2 separate regions of the Mus musculus genome follow, and region 1 is linked to region 2. Evidence: chromatin contacts called from public Hi-C data. All regions are on one chromosome and are shown on one strand. Each heading gives the region's core, a stretch centred on a gene start, on an enhancer-like site or on the middle of the called end of the contact. The rest is flanking DNA. Distances are from core to core; before and after follow the strand shown. Region 1 has its middle 57 kb from the start of Cyp7b1. Region 2 holds the start of Bhlhe22 (basic helix-loop-helix family, member e22).

Region 1 (3,668 bases), core at 208-2,707, 250 kb after region 2:
GAGTGCACATGAGTATCCAGTATTGACAGTGTAACAGAAGCCAGAATCCTCAAACAAGACCAATAACTCTTTGCAATGAATATTTGTAACTGAAGAAGTGTGGACATTAGGGTATACTCTGGAACTCACTGTGACACACTATAGCTTCCACAATGATGCTTTTTTTTTTTCCTGTGGGGAAGTTTGCAAGGGCAAAGGGTGTGTACAAATGTATGGAAAGATGAGGGGGCTTGGGGTGAATGCTGTAAAATTCACACACACACACACACACACACACACACTAAAAAGTTAAATAAACAAAAGAATCCCAGGTGGATTAGAACATCATTTTTGATAAGGCTTTCAAGTACAGGACAGCATCAACTAACAGAAGGTCATTAAATGAGGACTGAAACCCATGCTGGTATGTCTAGCTCAGAGCTGTGGGCATAGCGGTTTCTCCATAGATGGCTTCTCATCCCTACCACAGGCATCCAATGACCCTGGAAATGCTTTACCTTCTACTTGTTTTTGAGAGCAAAAATGGTTTGTAATACTCTGTATCCTATCTTTCATTCTTCCTGTTACAGAGGCAAAGGGCAGCCTGACCCAGGGAATTTGAGATGACATTTGGCATAAACCTGCCTCAGTACGAGATAAGACACCATGCTCTCTTGTTTTCAGAGTCAACTTTCAACATTTGCAAATACCAATATAACTTATGTTGCAACCCCATCAAAGTCTTGCCGCAAGACTATAGAAAGAGATAAAATAAACCACAGGCTAACTCTGTAGATGCTGATTCTAAGACTCTGGGACAGAGAGCATTTTGAAGGAATTAAGAAATGTGGAAAAGGCAGCTTTGTCTGAAAGTTTGACTTCCATATAAGACCAATAGTCTAAGTCAACCCACTGGGAATGTTGGATAAAGGTATCTGTCAGAGTATGCTTCCTAAAATGATATTAGCCAAGTTTTTACACACTTACCTCATATCATTACTAAGTGTGTGCTGCCTACAGATCTGCTCAGGAGAACATCCTCTAAAACCAGGGCTGGCCTTTGAAGAATTGAGAACTAGAACAAAAGCAAATCAGAGATTCTCTTGTCTTGTTCCAGATTTTAATGATATATTTATATATGAATGACATAAGGCAAGAATAATTACTAAGAATAATTACTTCAATAACTTTGATACCACTCCCCTATTTATGGGGAAAATTGTGCATATGTTAAGCACAGGTAATAAGTTTAGAAAGAAACAACATGCTCAGACTAAGGGAGGAATTCTCAGCAAAGTGGGCCTCCATTTAAACAGACTTTGAAAAGTACATTTCTTTGGAGTTTCCTGGAAACAGCTTTTCCCAGTGTTCCAGGTCATAATTAGTAGTCATGGAAAGAAAGCCAACGCACACTGGTTTTCCAGAATGGCCCCTAGGGAACAGATAAACTGCTTTCCCAGCTAGACAACTCCTCTTCAAGAACTGGAATGCATATCCCTGCCAAGGGCCATGGAGAGGAAGATATAAAGACGGTTTGTTTATAGTGTGCAGTTGATCCTTGAAAACAGGTTATGTGATTTATATAAGAACCACAGTTAATTTTTATGTATTTTTCTCAGGGTTTATCCCCTGATTTGCACAAACCATTAGATATTCTGTAAAGAAAGGTTTTCCTTGTTAGAACAAAGAAAATGAAACTCTTTCCCGGTGAGTTTCAAGTAACAGTCATTCTGTGTGTATTTGGCTAAATATAGACAGTTTGGGCTTGCAACCCATAGTATGGTTCCAAACTGTTCTGAGAGTCACTTGTGTAAATACTCCTTGCATCTCCCAACAAAATGAAATATATGTACTGGTAAAGGGTCTCTCACCAAGAAGTCTTGCTGTGTCTGTGTCTGAGCATCTTCATGTAATCCTTGTAGTAATAACCCAAAGGCAGTGAGTTTTTACAAAAAAATAAAGAAACAAACAACTTTCATTTGGGGAAAGGATGTAAAGACAGATGTAATTTATATGTGCCAGTCACTCAGTTCATGAAGTATATGCTAGATCTGATAGGACAATGGAAGGAAAGGAAAGGAAATTGAAGATAAAAGCAAGTGTCCACCTTACTGAGCTCCAAATAAAAGGGATGCCACTCAGTAAAATGCCAGACAGACTTAGGAGGTTCCTCATCCCCATTCAAAAGTGAGCTATGTATGACAAACATGTGTTTGTATACATGCCTTACTTCAGCCGTATGGAAGTGGAGCAAATAACACTAAAATAGTGTTATTTATGGGATGCGTTTACAGTCTATTAAATGACAAGAGATAAAGTAGCTAATGAGTGTGTTCCTGCAAGCTTACATGAGATGCCCAGCAGAGATTTGCCAGCAATTGATGACCACTGTGAATCTGTAGGTGTTAAGATTCCATGTGCTACTTTTAATTTTCATAAAATTTTATTTTCAAAAAACTTACTTTACAGTAACATAGTAATGACGTGTTTTTGTGTGTGTGTGTGTGTGTGTGTGTGTGTGTGTGTGTGCCCACATGGGTATATAAATTTAGACATGAATATAACTTCATATATTTGTTGAGTTTAGAGAACATCCTTTGGGTGTTGGTCTTAACTTTTCTTTGAGACTGGCTCTTTTATATTGCTGAATAAACCAAGGCTATCAGCATGGAAGCTAGTGGAGATTTTTTCTCTTTCTCCATCCTATCTCCCTGAAGAAGCTGGGATCCCAGAGTCTGAATTACCAAGTACAGCTCTTACCTGGGTTCCCAGGACTCTAACTGAGGTGATCGGGTCTATGTAGGAAGCACGCTTTACTATTTGCTGTATGTTTCCCAGCTCTGTAAATATCTTAAAATAAATGATCCACAGAGCAATAAATAGTCATATGAATAATGACTCATTTTAGGACTTTGTATGCTCTGTCCAGGAAATCTACACTCCTTACTAACCTAACAGTTGAATATCTAGACCATTCAACAAATTCTAACAGCTTCATAGTGACATGCAGTTTGTTTGTTAGACTCTATCCCAGCGCAAGTAGGTCAAGACTTAAGATGAATACTGGCCTCACCTGTGCTGTGATTCTATTTTACTGCATCTAAGCAAACAGTAGAATAATGTTTTCCAATTTAAATTGTTACAAAACTATTGCTTTCCAGATTCTTACTAGCAAAGTACAGGGCAAATAGATTCAACAAATATTTATAACTTCACCTAAAAGAATTGGCCTCAATGAAATATATAACATTTTTTCTATTTAATGTTTTTTTGTAAATAACAAGTAAATTTGAATTTGTAATTAGTTTTTAATGCAGTTATTCATAACGGTTTGGGGCTTCAAAGGTGTGTGTGTGTGTGTTATATAATAAATTATAAGATAACTTATGTGTGTGAAGTCAAAGCTGCAGTCATTGCTTACACTGGATTTATTGAAGAAAAATATCTGTAACCTGTTTCTTTTTTCCTTTGACTTTTTCAAACAAGGTCTAATTCCACCCAGAGTGGGCTTCTGTCTATACTTCTCAAATTAGGGTTATGGGCATGTACCAACATGTCTCAGTGCTTGTTTTCTTGTGCACTGGATATTAAAATTTAAAACAATAAGAGATATAAAGTGAAATAATCTACCACTAACTGCATGATCTTTTAATAAATTCATTAACCTTCTCATGGCTTAATTTCTTTGT
Region 2 (3,473 bases), core at 511-3,010:
GCTGCTAATTGACAAACAACAACACTAGCGCGTCTGTGTCTTTAGCTTCCTAAAGGGACAGGCTAACAGCTGCGAGGAACAGAGGAGGGAGAGAGGAGGCGGCGAGCCCAGAGCGCAAAAGAGGCACCGCCCCGCACCAAAGCGGCTATGGTCCACAGCTATACACATTGGCAGGCCTTCTGTTAACCGCAGGATCTCAAGCAATACAGCTTCCAGCAGTCCGTTTGCGGGTTCCGATTCAGCCGAAGGAACACCAGTTACAGATGACTTTTCCATTCTGCAAGGGTAGAACCAAGGTTCCTTTCCATCCTTTCCAGGTGACAATGTAGACATTTCTGTGTCGCCCTCACGTTTCCTGTATGAAATAAGGTGCCCAACTGTTCTGATATTACCATTCAAAAACAGGTTCTGAGATGAACCTCATTTGTGAATCTATTACAGAGATTAATAGATTATTTCTCCCTTTTCAACTAATTCTCAGTGGGGAAATTTAACCATATGGTAAGGAGAGAATTAGAATTTCATCACATTAGAGCAAAATATAATGAAAAGAGTCCAACACCTGGGGCCAACTCTGAAAGCCACAATTAAAAGGTTTTTTAATGAAACCAGAGAAACCCCAAACTGCACAGCCTTCAGTAATTCTGCCAGATAAGAGGGAATACGGTTTTTACTTATAAGGATGAAAACTAGCCACTAAATATCGTGTGCTTCGAGAAACTGGACTCAGAAGCACGAGGACCACGTGTACTATCTCCATCCAGACAGCTCTTGTTTCCACAATTCTGCCCTGAACTAACCCTGCAGGAACAGCCCAGACGGATCCAGATGTCCCCAAACGTCTTCAGAGCAGCTAAATGCACGAATGCCCCCACTTGGTGTGTGAGAAGATTCCACTCTGAATGTTCCCTCTTGCGAAGCAACTGGATTTAATCTTGAGGAAAGTTTGAGACTAGTTTTTCTTTTCTTTCTGTCCACGAAGCAGTGAGCTTCTCTCACCACCAACTTAACAGCGTGGGGGACTCGGCAAAGGCCTCCCCCACTCCGCCCCCTCCGAGTTTTAAATCAAACGGGCTATGTAAGCAACTTGGTCATCATTTTGTTGCTTTCTTTAATTGTTTGATTTTTTTTCCATCTATATAGGAAATGGACAGTGGAGGGCTGTGGGAAAAGTGGTGCGGAGAAAATCTGGGTTGGCTCTTGCATTGCTGACATACTAGCTGAAAATCTAGGGTAAATTCGAGACAAGCCAGCAGGGACCTCACCCCTACCCCCAGCCCCCAGGTTCCATCTATAAATGCAGACATGCTATTAACAGGGAGATATAGAATTCTCTCCTATGAGGGTAACTAAGCAAGCTGAGACAGTAGTGGCCCAGTGAAGGGTAGTGTGTGGGGGGTGCTCAGTGGGGGCGGGGGCTTTCCACTGGACTCCCAGTCTTTACCGCGGATATACAATTTGCTGAAGGAGCAAAGAACATCCTCGGCTCTAAGTAGGGCTTTTAGTGTGCTCATTGATGAGTGAAAGTCGCCACACATGTCAAGCTAAAGGCAGTTGTTGGGTTACTAACAGGACCCAGCGCCTTGCAAACATATGCGCTAAGCTGTGTATACAGATGGCAGGCAGAATAATGGAGCAGGCGCCTTTTATAAAGCTCTGGCTGCTGCCTGTCTTCAGACCTGGGAAATGAAACTATTCAGACTCGCGGCCAGATAGCGCTTGCGATTGTTTGTTACCGTTTTAATCCTATTAATTAAAACGTTAACCTGATTGGGTAGAAAGCGCTGTCCCAACAGGCGAGTCTTCTTCATAATAACCTACTCAGAGATAATGATGTAAAAGACTCCCCCGTCTGTGGCGGCGGCTGGTTGATGGGTCCGGAAATCTCTTGAAGGTGAATCCAAGCAAGATAAACGGTGCGTAGAGCAGGCGCGGGATTGGACTCAGAGGCGGTAGCGGCGGCAGCCCCGCTCCCTCCGAGACCAGCCTCCCACCATGAGGGGCCGCGGCCCATGGTGAGCCTTAGCAGCCAGCACCGTCGGCTGGAGACGAAGAAGAAGAAGAAGAGGAGGCGGCGAGCGCGGGGGAAGGCGAAAAAGAAAAAGAAGGGGACAGGGCTGCGGGCAGCGTGGGGACCGACGCACGCAGCAGCTCCGGAACCCCGCCGGCGCGCGTCTGTGCGGCCGCCTGACTCTCCAGCCCAGGTGGCGGCTGGCCCGGACGATGGAACGCGGGTTGCACCTCGGTGCGGCGGCCGCGAGCGAAGACGACCTCTTCCTGCACAAGAGCCTGGGCACCTCCGCCGCCAAGCGCCTGGAGGCGGCTTTTCGCTCCACACCCCCGGGCATGGACCTGTCCCTGGCGCCTCCAACTCGCGAACGCCCGGCGTCGTCCTCGTCGCCCCTCGGCTGTTTCGAGCCCGCTGATCCCGAAGGGGCTGGGCTGCTGCTGCCTCCGCCCGGAGGAGGCGGTGGCGCGAGCGGCGGCGGCGGCGGGGTGAGTGTCCCGGGGCTGCTCGTGGGCTCAGCGGGCGTGGGGGGCGAGCCGAGCCTGAGCAGCCTGCCGGCGGGGGCTGCCCTGTGCCTCAAGTACGGCGAGAGCGCCGGACGCGGCTCCGTGGCCGAGAGCAGCGGGGGCGAGCAGAGCCCCGACGACGACAGCGACGGCCGCTGCGAGCTGGTGCTGCGAGCCGGGGGCCCCGACCCGCGGGCATCGCCGGGAGCGGGGGGCGGCAGCGCCAAGGTGGCCGAGGGCTGCTCCAACGCCCACTTGCATGGTGGCTCGGGCCTCCCCCCGGGGGGCCCCACAAGTGGCGGCGGAAGCGGCGGCGGTGGCGGCGGCAGCAGCAAGAAATCCAAAGAGCAGAAGGCGTTGCGCCTCAACATCAACGCTCGCGAGCGCCGGAGGATGCACGACCTGAACGACGCTCTGGATGAGCTGCGCGCGGTCATTCCTTACGCGCACAGCCCTTCAGTGCGGAAGCTCTCCAAAATCGCCACGCTGCTCCTCGCCAAGAACTACATCCTCATGCAGGCACAGGCCCTGGAGGAAATGCGGCGCTTAGTCGCCTACCTCAACCAAGGCCAGGCCATCTCGGCAGCCTCTCTTCCCAGCTCCGCGGCCGCGGCTGCGGCGGCCGCTGCCCTGCACCCGGCGCTCGGCGCCTACGAGCAGGCGGCCGGCTACCCGTTCAGTGCAGGGCTGCCGCCCGCTGCCTCCTGCCCCGAGAAGTGTGCCCTATTCAACAGCGTCTCGTCCAGCCTCTGCAAACAGTGCACGGAGAAGCCTTAAACACTCCCTTCTTCGAAAACCTCGAGACCGACCCCAAAGCTAGAGGAAAGTGAGAAGCTGCTCCCCATTCCTTTTCCTTTGGTCCTCTCCTAAGTTGTGAAACACTTGCAGGGCAAACAAAGCAGAGGCAGGAACTTAGAAGTATCAGAGACAAACCGGACATTCAGCCTTGGCAAGCCCGG

What was found. Hi-C and Micro-C count contacts between places; a contact is called where the count stands out from the background.
Region 1: a contact with region 2 is called in a Hi-C map of uterus, with 4 times the contacts expected there. The contact joins the enhancer-like site here to the promoter of Bhlhe22 in region 2. A contact is called at or near these places in 6 of 39 promoter capture datasets (the 3T3-L1 cell line, embryonic stem cells, hippocampal neurons and 1 more) and 3 of 484 Hi-C or Micro-C datasets (all in uterus).

The regions. Positions count from the first base shown.
Region 1 is chr3:18,298,279-18,301,946 of GRCm38.p6, forward strand. No RefSeq gene overlaps it. Among named protein-coding and RNA genes, the nearest start is that of Cyp7b1, 57 kb to the left of the region's middle. Within about 2 kb of position 1,458, at least 18 of the 459 cell types and tissues checked have an H3K27ac peak or open chromatin away from gene starts, as enhancers often do. A contact at or near this core is called in uterus, where this site is marked.
Region 2 is chr3:18,052,565-18,056,037 of GRCm38.p6, forward strand. Bhlhe22 (basic helix-loop-helix family, member e22) reads left to right here and starts at 1,761. Exons shown (of 1, transcript NM_021560.4): 1 at 1,761-3,473. The coding sequence starts at 2,224. The coding sequence ends at 3,291.